2 separate regions of the Hordeum vulgare genome follow, and region 1 is linked to region 2. Evidence: chromatin contacts called from public Hi-C data. All regions are on one chromosome and are shown on one strand. The core of a region is the stretch at or near the end of the contact, and the rest is flanking DNA. Distances in the headings are between cores, read along the strand shown.

Region 1 (6,332 bases), core at 1,367-3,866, 590 kb before region 2:
CAAAACAATTAATACACACACTAGTTAAGTCATGATTGAACTTAAAATGCACGAGAATCACCTCAATTGAAGTGGCAATCTTCCGTTCGCTGATTTTCTCATACTTCTGTTTCTTCGTACCGGCTTTTAAACCCTGCCATGGGAGACTGGTAACAGGGGGGCTGTTAGAACACACCAGATGACAGAAAAACAGAATGATATGAGGCTCCATGACCAACCTTCCTCTCAAGAAGTACATGAGTACATATCCAAGAGACTCCATGTCATCCCTTCTGCTTTGTTCTATTTAAAAAGCATCAACCTTTATTCTTTAAACAAGATGGTCCATTTAAAGGCAAGAGAGATTTAATGAAGAAACGTTAACATGGTGCACTTAAAGATATGCATAACAGATAAATGGATCTAATGTTCAACTTGTGAAGTGGACTGACCAATTCCAAGATGGGTGCTTACACTCGCATATCGAGCTGTCCCAGTCAAATTTTTGTTCTCCCTGTTTTTCAATACACATTTGTCATATAGGCTATAGGTAGACAAGTACAAAATCTTTATTAAGAGAAGGATGCTTGGTAATACATATATCTATTATGCCATCAATACGATTTCATGTAGAAACACAGTCCTGTTATGGTGCCCAGTAAAGTAACATCAGCCGTTACCAAAGCAACTAAAATAAATTAATGCAGACGTGCAAATGACAATTGACTCAACCATCAGCCTAGATATACCGGTATGGAATGTGTTGATGTGTTGAAGTGTCCCTGTATTTCTTTGCTAGTCCAAAATCAATCATATATACCTACAAGAACATTAAGGACAAGATATAAGCGCATATACATAATATTCTAAATAACTCCTAGACCTGTAGGCAGGTGAACAGCACAAAATATGACTGACCTGATTTGCTCTCTTTCCAAGGCCCATGAGAAAATTGTCTGGCTTAATATCTCGATGCAAGAAGGACTTTGAATGTATAAATTCAACTCGGTTTATCTAATAAAAATGGAAGTTAAATGAATTTAACCAGATAAAATCATCAAATAATAAAACAAAAATGTCAAGGACTAGCTAATCTCTATTATTGAGTATACCATTTGATCAGCAAGCATCAGAACAGTTTTGAGTGACAATTTTCTGTTGCAAAAGCTGAAAAGATCTTCAAGGCTTGGCCCCAAAACATCCATAACAAGAACATTATAGTCACCCTCAACACCAAACCACTTGACATTTGAAATCCCAGCTGCACAACCAAAAATGTGTGTATCAGCATCACAACAGCAAAGAATAAATTATATTTATGGTCAAAGGAAAGAAAATGAACGGGTATTACTTCCGCCCTGCAGTACCCTGTACAACTTTGACTCATACAGCAACTGAGGATGCTTTGTCTTCACATTTTCCTGGACAGAGCAAGATCATAAGGCCTTATCAGTCTTAACAGAACAAAGCCTGCAATAGTTTTGGAGAAATGGACTAAGCATGGCATCATAACAACCATTATACTGACACCAATAATGCAGCGACATTTTTCCAAAGCACGCCACAAATAAGGGACTAAAATTAGAACTTCAGAACTGAAGCAAACAAGTACAATCTTGCTGATGCACTAGAGGATATGGAGGTGGTTGGGCTGCATTCACCATCTATCAACTTTTCGTCTCCTCTATTTTCGATACTCTCTCTGACGTTTAATTCTTGGGAACTAAAATGAAGTAATGCAAGATAGCAAATGCAGGAGAGCTTACACGGCTCAGTCCGTATAAAAGCTACCCGTGGTCCTTGTTAGGAAATAGTTTTCAATGACTCTTGCTTCTGTACACACCATTTACCCTTTAAGCGCAGATGGAAGTGATTGGTAAAGAAGTTTGACTGAGAGCTACCAATTCGCGAAACATAAGCCTGAAGAACAGCCAGGGAACATATACTCTTGTTATTGTACTTCCCGCAAGAGTGAGATATAAGATTGTCACTCTAATCTTTGGGCCCATTTCTTTCAGAAAATCGTCAATTATCAAACTTGCACCCATATCAAAAAAGAAAATACTAGCACTAAAAGCAATACTGCCACTGATTATAAACCATAAACACAACTATACTTTAATCCAAGAGAACTGACGCATCAACTCACAAGCTTAATCGCGACCTCCTCGTTGGTCTGCACGTTAGTACCTGCACCGGCAACCCAGAGAAAGTGAAAACACCCGACGACTTAATCAGCAATCCAGCAGAAAGAGGACAAAGGCGGGAGCTTTAGCATCAGAACGGTTTGTTCAGGCGGGGAAACAGCACACGAACCGAGGTAGATCTCCCCGAACGAGCCGCTGCCGAGCTTGCGGCCGAGGCGGTACTTGTTGCCCACGCGCGGCTCCATCGGCGGCCGCGCACGCACACACGCCACAGAGCCGCCGCCTAGGTTGAGGGCATCCAGCTACGGAGGAACCTGAGCCAGGGAGGAATTGCGGAGATTGGTAGCTAGGGTTTGAGCGGGGATAGAAGTGTGGGATTGGGGATATTCTTTTTCGTTGTGGGGTGGTGGTGCTTTGCTTTCGCGGTGGTGCTTTGCTTTCGCGAGCATCACCCACCAGCCACCACGCTCCGCTGAAACAGAATTCTTGGAAAGTGGAGGTGCCGGTGTGAGAGATTAACATCGCAACTAGGACCTGCGAAAGTGACGAAAATGCTATTCTAAAATCCGAAATAAATAGGAAGAAACCAATATTAATTCAGAATATATTTTTACAACAAACATTACTTTGTTTTCTAACTGCGTGTAAATTTTAGTGATGAAATGAAATTCGTGGGTGTGTGGGAAAAAACAAAATGTGTGCTCCAAAAGGAATTCCAAAATATTCTTTTTAGATTGGCCATAGTGTGAGTAACTAAGTTAGTATCATGTAATTGGGACTAGCAAACATGCTGATGTGGCAGGCAATTAAAGAAAAGAGATGGTTAGAGTAACATAGGTAGATACCGTAACATGTTAAATGATATGCTACTATATGTCATGCATGTCAATAAATAAGGTCACATATGATACTAGTTTATGATACTATGCACTATGAAGATAGTACTCCCTCCGTCCCAAAATAAGTGTCTCAACTTTATACTAGCTCTAGTACAAAGTTGTACTAAGCTCGAGACACTTATTTTGAGACGGAGGAAGTATCATACAATAGTATCATATGCATGATACTACTATATGATACTCCCCACTATGACCAGCCTTAGCATAGATTTTGTTCTTTAGACCTCGGGAATGTCATTCCATCATGATTTTTTGTGTGTAGATGATACATCTATCAGTATTGAGATAATTACAACTATGATACATGTAGTATCTGATACATAACAAGACGGTCCTTGCACTCATCGATTGCTCCAAAACGATCCTCATATACGCAGATACGCTTTAAAACAGTCCTTTTGTACATATCAAGCTATGAACGTGGTTGGGTTAGTGCCACATCATCAGGTGGGTTGGTTGACCGCATTGGTTCACTTGGTAATTTTGGAATCATCCCCTACACACCTCGGTGCGTCCAATTTGAGCCCAAGTATCGCCTTCGTCATTGTCGTGTCAAAACCGACGCATCTCGGGTAGAGGGTCCGAGGCTGTGGATCTTGGATCAATGGGGAACAGGAAACACACGGACAATATTTACCCAAGTTCGGGCCCTCTCTGAGAGGTAAAACCCTACGTCCTGCTTGATTATATTGATGTGTGTATGACAATTACATAGTCATCTATCACAGGATGAGATGAACTAAACCCTAGATGAGTAGGATAATGGTTCTCCACCCCTCTACGAACTAAACCCTCCGGTTTATATAGACACCAGGGGTGCCTAGGATTACACATGGTCGGTTGCCATGAGGGAATAAACATGTCGATTCTACCATCTTGACTTGGAGGACACGCCAAAGCACCGGAGGTTTCCTTCGTGAACATGGAGTCACCTTATAGCCCGGCCTTCCACTAATAGCCACATAGCGGCCCACTTATCCGGCCTATAAGAGATAGACCAGCGGCACGAGGACCCTTTAGTCCCGGACTTCCTGAGTAGCCCCCAAACTAACCTTCAATGTCGGGGTCTAGATCCCTAGCACCTTCACGCGCACAAAGTCTCCGGCTTGCGGGGCGAGTTCTTCTCCCCCTTTATGTTCGGCCAGTACTAGTTTGACCACCGATTACTTCCCGATTTTCAAACAGTATGTGCTACTTAGCCTCGAAGGTCAACCGCTTGAGTGTGAACAATGCCTTCGGCTGCCAACTTTTAGCAAAAGGTCACGACCACTAACCATTTATGAAAGCTCGATTCGTGATTCGAGGCAATTCCTCCATTGGCACGTCCCATTAATATGCAGATTGTGCCCCGTTTTTAAGGATGTCATCAATGATTTGGGCTATCCCACGCGCGCATAACAACACGATTATATTGGGAGATGGCGAGGTCTGCGGCGTAGTAAAGGGGCTCTTGGTATTATGGCAGCTTGTAAAAGGGAAAGAGCCACCAAATCCTCCATACGCTTCTCAGATCCTCCATTATTGTCGCCTTTCCCTATCTCTTGAGCTCTAAGCACCCAGATCCATCCCTCCCTCAAATCTCCTCAGGCCACTCCCCTGGTTCGGTCATGGCCGGTTCTGGTTCCAAGGGAAAGTGGGAGGCCTCCAGTGTCACCGACGACGACATCCAGGAGCTGAAGCGCGCCGACTATCTTCCGGTCAACCTAGTCCACCGCGCTCCAGAGGAGGGCTAGGCCATCCCCATGTCAAGACAAGGCGAGAGAGTGGTGTTCATCCCTCATTTCATCTGGGGACTTGGATTCCCGCTCCACCCCTTTGTAAGGGGTTTGATGTTCTTCTACGGGTTGGATTTTCACGATCTCGCCCCGAACTCCTTCTTGCATATTTCGACCTTCATTATTATCTGCAGGCCTTTCTACGGGTCTAGCTAAACTTTGGCTTGTGGCTAACGGTCTTTGATGTTAAGGCGAATATAGTCGATAACCAGCAGGCGCACTATGGGGACGATGATCAGCAAGCTCCCCCGGGTTGAGCGGACGGAAGGTACCTTTATAGATACCGTCAAAATCTGGCAAAAATAGTGGTTTTATATCACCGAACCACGCGACGCGGACTGGGCAGCACCCTCCGAATTAGGATCCAGACCTCCCACAAGGCTGGTGTCGTGGATCAAGAAGGGGCTCGACTAGGGGTAAACTGCGGAGGTGGAGTCGCTGCAGAAGTGCATCTCCCACTTGATAAAGAAGAAGCTCGAACTGACCAACATGGTTGAGATCATGCTTCATCGTTGCCTCCTACCTTGCCAACATCGGGCCGCTACAATGTGGTCCTACAAGCCCGAAGACCCTCATGAACCACAAGTATAGGGGATCAATCGTAGTCCGTTCAATAAGTAATAGCGTCGAACCCAATGAGGAGCAAAAGGAAATGATAAGCGGTTTTCAGCAAGGTATTCTCTGCAAGTGTTGTAGGTAACGGTGATATATAGTTTAGTAGCAAGAAAATTTGTAACAAGTGACAAGTAACAACAATAGCAAAGGTGTAGCAAGGTAGCCCAATCCTTTTTTATAGCAAAGGACATGCCTGAAAATACTCTTATATAAAGCAAGTGCTCCCAAGGACACATGGGAATTTATGTCTAGTCATATTCATCATATTGAGTTGATTCGTGTTCGCTACTTTGATAATTTGATACGTGGATGGACCAGTGCCAAGGTGTTGTTCTTACTTGAACAACAAACCAACTTATGATTGCCCTCTCTCGCAAGCATCCACAACTAATAAAGAAGAATTAAGATAAATCTAAACATAGCATTAAACATGTGGATCCAAATCAACCCCTCATGAAGCAACGCATAAACTGGGGTTTAAGCTTCTGTCACTCTAGCAATCTATCATCTACTTGTTACTGCACAGTGACTTCCCTTAGGCCCATAACATGGTGAAGTGTCATGTAGTAGACGTTCACATGACACCACTAAGAGAAGTAACAACATACATATCATCAAAATATCGAACGAATACCAACTTTATATGTTTACTTATAATAAGACTTCTCCCGTGTCCTCAGGAACAATAGTCACTACTCACACTTCATCAATATGTTCAAGGTCAGAGGTGTGATAATTATAATTAAGGATCTGGACATAATATCTTCCACCAAGTAATCCAAAAAGCATCAACTACAAGATGTAATCAAAACAATTAGTAACCCACATGTATCAGTCTGAAGTTTTGAGGCAAAGATTGAATACAAGAGATCAACTAGGGTTGGAAATGAGATGATGCCGATGAAGATTGGTACTCC
Region 2 (6,539 bases), core at 3,167-5,666:
TATGAATTCAAAATGCACAGTTGCACACCAATGGAAAGGATTGCACAGCCGAAGGTCCTACTAGTACAAGATATTCCATCCTCCAGCTACAAGCTACAAAACCACTTTGAAACATAGGCTCTTCTTCTATTTGTTAAATCACGGTTCAAGAAGGCGTTATTAACCCCTGGCCTAGGTGCGGGACCAAATGCCGCACTTTTTACCCTCTGCAGCAGGCTAGGCAGGCAGCGAGGCTCTTCCACAGGAATCTAGAGAGAGGAAGACGCGCAGGCTACGGCAAGGAGAAGAAGGGCAGGTTGTATTTATTGGTGTTGATTGCTGCTAATCCTCTATACTGGTGGTTTATTGCGGCTGCCGAGACTGGAAAGGCAGACCCATTAAACCCTACCACTAAGACCCTAGTGGGCCAGATGAGACTTTAAACAGGTGGGCATTCCTTTCCCTCTTATTCCTTCCTTTCTTTCTTCCCCTTCCCCTTTCTGGTTTCAGCCCAAGCCCCTCCAAGCTGCTCTGGCCAGTCAGAACACCTAGACACTACAAAAACACCCACCGAGCAACTAATACCTTTCTTAACGTCATTTGAGTAAATCAAGTTATCTCATACAATCAAGATTCCAAGGGGCGCTCGCCTAGACTAGCATAGGCGCTGGAGAGCGGACAAGCCACGGTGCTTAGGTCCTAGCCGATGACCTAGGCAGCCGGCAAGGTAGTCCGCTGAGAAATCAACATCTTCCGGCAGCAGCAAAGGCGGCGGAGGAGAAACGACAGAGAAGGAGAGGCAGCAGCGGGGTAGTAGAAGCAATAGAGAAGGAGCAGCAGACTAGGAGAGAAGCTAGAAAGAGAGCTCAATGTTGAGAGGCAAGAGCCTTAGAGGCAGCTCGGAAGTACCTAAGCAAGGCTTACAGAACATATGATTGTCCAAGATTGTGCACAAATTACACATACTTAGGAAATTGTTCTTCAAGCTAGCAAGTTAACAATAACCAAGCACAAAACGAAATCACACTTCACCCAGATAGTCAACACATGGGCCATTTGCCTTCAGCTACCTAGTACTCCCTCCGTTCCAGAATATAAGGTGTATCAATTTCCGTGCAAGTCAAACTTGTGTATGTTTGACCAAAATTATAGAATAAAATCTCGATATCTACAATGCAAAATAAGTAAAATAGGAAAATACTTATCGTGATGGATCTCGGGATACAAATTTGGTACTGTAGATATTGATACCTTTTTTCTAAAAACTTGGTCAAACATGCACATGTTTTTCCCACCATCTATATCAGATGTTCAATAAGAATAGGAATCGAATAAGCTGCGGATTGACTGGGGAACATTTGAAAAGAAAGGAAGGGTGATGCTTATTAACAAAGCTGCGTGTGGGGCCACCACGTATAGCTGTAGTTTCTTCCGGTATTGCTGTAGTACCATCAGTTATTGCTCAGGTTACGAATGATCCAATCTATCTATGGCAACCAGCCCTACTTTCGAAAAAGCTAATACACCTTATATTTTGGAACGGAGGGAGTATGTGTTAGCAAAAAAAAAAATCAGATTGATGTATCCTAAGGGTTGATCATTTTGTAAGGAACATAAAAAAGGTAGAGGGCAGAAGGTCAAATGGAACTCAAGTCTTTATAAGATGTTATATAATTGCTACAGACTAACCCCATTCAGTATTCTGTAATCACTACCCATGCCAACTTTGTAACAGAAAAATATAATCAAATCACTTCTTAAAACTCGATAGCAATATAATTGAGGCATGCATACACTAACACTTAACGCATTGCTACAACATGCCTGGTGCATCCTACAATGACACACTACACCTGCCAAGTGTTGGGGTTCCATATGTAGGCAACTGTTCAATGCAAACGCTCAAATGTACCATTCTGCACGTAGAGGTTATAAAAATAAAAATAAAAACAGCCAGAACAAGAGGCTTAACAAATATGGGCATGCCACTGTTACATGGCTAGACTGAAGATATAGAATGACTGACAGCTTCCTATGGGCATGCCACTGGTTACAAAAATCAAGCATAGGGCATAAGACCAATTGATATAGTCAGGAAGATATGATAAACAAAGCTTAGAATATGTGGAACTTCTGTAACTCTTCAAAAACTAGGAAAAGAGGCACGCATACATTAGTAATAGCACAGCTTCCATGGCTTAGGGCCAGTTCTTTTGGGCGGCTTGAAAAATAAGCTACCTCTCCCTAGCTTAAAAAATAAGCCACCTTTAAATTTGTTGAGACTTCTCAATTAGTTATCCCATAACAAGTTTAGAAGCCCCAACTAATAAGCGAGGCGGCTTATGGGAAAAGATGGGGATGAGGCGGCTTATTTTTTAAGTTGCCAAAAGAACTGGCCCTTAGCATGGCTATAAGTTTTATACTGAAATCCAGATAATAGTATCAGAACCACTAATCAAAACCATATGAAACAGGATGCATAGATGATTGTTCGATTATCTATCGGTCCATCATACAGGCTGCTAGCTGTCAGAGCAAGTTACAGTTACTCAGTTGTGTAGCTACGTAATTATGTACCGCCAAGTACTCAGTAGATACTTAATGTGTTGGATGGAGATGTCCATTAACTAGCATGAAATAACATCTACCACTATATCTCTTTCACAATCAAGACTGAATGGACATTCAGGTGAAAAGCAGAAAATTCACTTGCCATGTGTGTGCACCCACAACAAGGACCGAATAGAACTAGGAAAGAAGGCCTTAAAGTGTTGGTTATTACATCAGAACAGTAAAAATATCAAGATACAAGAATAAGGTTGCAAAGCACCACAGAAGGAGTATTAATGATAGTAGTATATTGCTACTGCAAAATAATGTGCAGGGAGAGTCAATCCACACCTTGTGGCATCGGAAGAATTACTGTGCTGTTGCCTCAAATTTCTGAAGCATATCACAGTGTGGTGTCTGGTAGGCTAGCCCCCATTGGCGACGCTGCAGCTCAACCCTACAATTCTGTGTTATTATCGAGTAGTAATCCCTCTCAACATGCCGCTCCAGTGTTGTACGCTCAGTGCTCTGGTGTGGATACTGATCCTCAAAATTAGGCAGCTTGACATAGTATGTTACTCCACGTTGGGTTTGAAATTTGTGCTCATAAGGGTAGGAGCGGGATAGGGAGTAGACTGGCTCAGAGGATGGCAGGAAGTTGAGCAACAGAAGCAGCAGGACAGGCAACAGCTGGACAAGCATACGGACAGTTGAACCACCAGAACCCTGCTGCGCACCATGAGCATGATGCATCCCGCCAGTCCTGAAATGAAACGTCCCAAACTGCCCAAACTGCCTGGTGGTGGCAGGAGCCATCCCACCAAAGAAGAAGTTCCTGAATATCTCATCCGGGTCAATGTCATCTTCGTAGAAACCATTGTATGAACGAGCAGTGGATGCCGCCCTCCTGTTGTATGCCGGCGGCTCTTCAGAACCAACAAGATCGAAGCGCTTGCGGCTCTCTGCATCGCTGAGGCACTGGAAGGCCTTGGAGACAGCCTTAAAGGCGTCCTCCGCACCAGGGGCCTTGTTCTTGTCAGGGTGCACCTTGAGAGAGAGCTTGCGGTAGGCCTTGCGCACGTCCTCGACAGTGCAGTCCTTTTCGAGGCCCAGGATCTTGTAATAATCCCTAGTGTGCTTCTTGATCTGGTGGACCACCTCCAGCTGCTCCTCTGTGTACGTCCTCAACCCAGCAGCATCACCGCCGCCCTCCTCCCCATCCTTCTTCTTGCCCTTCTGCTTCCTTTCTCTCAAGCCGTCAGCCCCGATTGGTTCTGCTGCTGTCGCTGCAGTTCGCGACGGCGGAGGCGGTGGGGGATGTGGGGCAGATGACGATGATGACGAGGCCGGTGAGGAGGACGGGTCATCCTTGTTGAGCAGCGGGTTGAGGAGGTGATCGATGGGGAGCAAGGGGTCCAGCCGCTTGGCCTTAGACAGAAACTTGAGGGCGCGGGCGGTATCCCCGGCGTCGAGGGCGTCCTTGCCGATGCGCAGGGCCTTGACAGCGTCGTCCTTGTTGCCATCCATGGCGGACGCGGCAGATCTGTGGCCCGCGACAGCGAGCGAGCCCTCCTCAAGCTTCTCTAGACGCCAGCACAGTCCGATCAGATCGGATCGGATCGGCTCCAGTCCAGTTTACTTCAATCCAATCAATCCAATCTGAGTAGGTAGTTCCGGAGAGAAAGCATAAGAACAGTTCCGCAGAAACCCTAAGACTAGACGAATTGGACGAACAAATATTCTTACCTCGCCGGAGTTGACTGGGGCCAGATCGGCAACGGCGCGGAGCAGGAGAGGTGGGGGAGATGGGGAGAGGATTGGGCAACGACGACGCGACGACCCGAACCTCTTTTGCTGGAAATTTTGTTTCCTTTTCGACGCGTGAAGGAAAAGAGTGCAGACTCTATTGGCCCAACGCGAGATGGTCCCACCTGTAGCAACTGTGCCGGCCCATATTTGTTTTTTGTTTGCTGGATTTTAATTCCCTTGGCTGTGTTTGTTAGCTGGGTTGATTTTGTGTTAAAAAAATTACACTAAAAAATATCCTAGGGCTTACCTAGGGTTTCATCTACTCTGGAGATTCTCACTTGAGTCAACCATATCATCGCGTTGAGTCGGCACGTGTGCCGCGGAGCGGGAGTTCGTGAAGCAAGGAACAATTGAAGACTTGATCTGAATGACAGAACCGCGGGGCGGCAGCAACGAAGAGGGAAGTGGAGACCGGGAGGGTAGATGAGGATGTGCAGATATCATCCTCCAGTGTTGAGGGATCTGGTGTAGATGGAGGAAGAGAAAGGGAAGAGCGATATGAGGAGGAAGAAGAATATCATACATGGGGCATATACCTAATCTCAATGATAGGTTCGAGGGTCTAAATCTATGTGGAGAGGAACAAACTAATCTTGATTTCTCTCGTGAACTTGACGAGCTAGTAAAAGAGGTTCGTTGGCTAGCCATATTCAAGGTACACACTACGAGGAATTTTAGCCACTCGGAGTTGTTACAATGGGGAGTAACTTGTTCATAGCCAAGTTTAGATTATTTGGGGATTGGAAAAGGGTGATGGACGGAGAGCCTTGGTTGTTTCGTACTGCAATTGTTGTCTTATAGGAGTATGATGGGTTCAGTGATGTGAACGACTACAAGCTTGACAAAATCATGGTATGGGCTAGAATCGAGGGGGCCTGTAAGGTTTGATGAGGAATAAAGAACTTGCAGAACGGGGTAGTGCAGAAGGTTGGTGTACCGCCTATAACAATGGTGGTTAGTGAAGGAATAATTAATACGTCAAAGTAATTGAGAGCTACAGTGTGTGTGATGCTAACATTCCGTTAGTTCGATTTGTGCTGGTAACTCTAAAGGGAACAAATATGTACCACTTTACTATGAGAAGCTTCCTGATTTATGTAATCTTTGTGGACTCATGGGACATGTGGTGGAAGAATGCGGAGATGGCATACATGAAACATGATCATATGAAGTATGAATGGGGAGAGTGACTCTTATGGAGTTTTGATGGAGTAGTTGGACGAAATTGAGGAAGAGGTGGAGGTAGAGGTGGTGGCGAGAGAGGTGGATGTACGACTCTAGGACGTGGAGGATGGGGACGGGGTGGAAGTGGACTAAACATGGGCACTAAAGCAAAAGTAGGTGATGAAACAATGGACATGGAATACACAACACAAAAAATTTGGTCTACTGATGTAGCGGCCCTGCGAGGGGTCCGAAAAAAGACTTGTGTGTCAAGATGGAACTGTTAATACACATGATCAACAGGAAGTAACTGTGCCACCCAGTTTGGTTGCTAGGAAGTACTAAATATATAGGTTGGACCTCCTATCTTAGTTGATGCCACTGTATTGGGTACACCAGGGAAAGTTTTGATAGGGAAAAGAAGAAGCTAAGGAGAAGAGATGGATAGTAATATTGATGATAATATGCAATCGATGACCTCCCTATAGGAGGAGGACCAAGCCTAATGAGTACATTATTTTGGAATTATCACGGACTTGCCAATGCCACGACAATTCGAGAACTTCGCAACCTTAGAAATGATTTATTTTTTATGCAATATTATGTGTGATAGAAACTCGGGTTAATAGGAAGCGAATAGAAGGATTGACAAGATCACTGGGATATCACAGGTGTTTTGATGTTGACAATGTTGGGATAAGTGGAGGCTTGGGTATTTTTGGAAGAATGTTGATTTTGAATTGATTATATACTCAAGAAGTCATATGGATGGTAAGGTTACTATCCTGGGAAAGGTTGTGTGGAGATTGACGTGCATATATGGGGAGTCCAATATAAGTGACATGCACAAAACATGGTAGCTTATGAAAGGCATACAAGGGGATCTTCTCTTCCTTCTGCTTTGGGGATTACAATGAAATACTTAAACCAGAGGAGAATGTTAGCGTTGGACCGAGACCAAGGAGAGAGATGCTAGCTTTCAAATAAGCTACAGACTTGTGTCAGCTGGTGGATTTGGGATACACCGGTACATAATG

Evidence for each region. Hi-C and Micro-C count contacts between places; a contact is called where the count stands out from the background.
Region 1: a Hi-C map of seedling shows a contact between it and region 2, with 6 times the contacts expected there. The contact joins the promoter of LOC123443735 here to the promoter of LOC123443733 in region 2. A contact is called at or near these places in 4 of 6 Hi-C or Micro-C datasets (leaf and seedling) and 1 of 1 datasets of contacts at active chromatin or transcription factors (embryo).

Annotation. Positions count from the first base shown.
Region 1 is chr3H:320,807,482-320,813,813 of MorexV3_pseudomolecules_assembly, reverse strand. LOC123443735 (casein kinase I-like) reads right to left here and starts at 2,616. Exons shown (of 13, transcript XM_045120248.1): 1 at 2,296-2,616; 2 at 2,129-2,169; 3 at 1,331-1,400; 4 at 1,092-1,240; 5 at 898-993; 6 at 729-799; 7 at 432-493; 8 at 219-282; 9 at 1-146. The coding sequence starts at 2,371.
Region 2 is chr3H:320,223,898-320,230,436 of MorexV3_pseudomolecules_assembly, reverse strand. LOC123443733 (chaperone protein dnaJ 49) reads right to left here and starts at 4,416. Exons shown (of 3, transcript XM_045120245.1): 1 at 4,276-4,416; 2 at 2,881-4,188. The coding sequence starts at 4,056. The coding sequence ends at 2,899.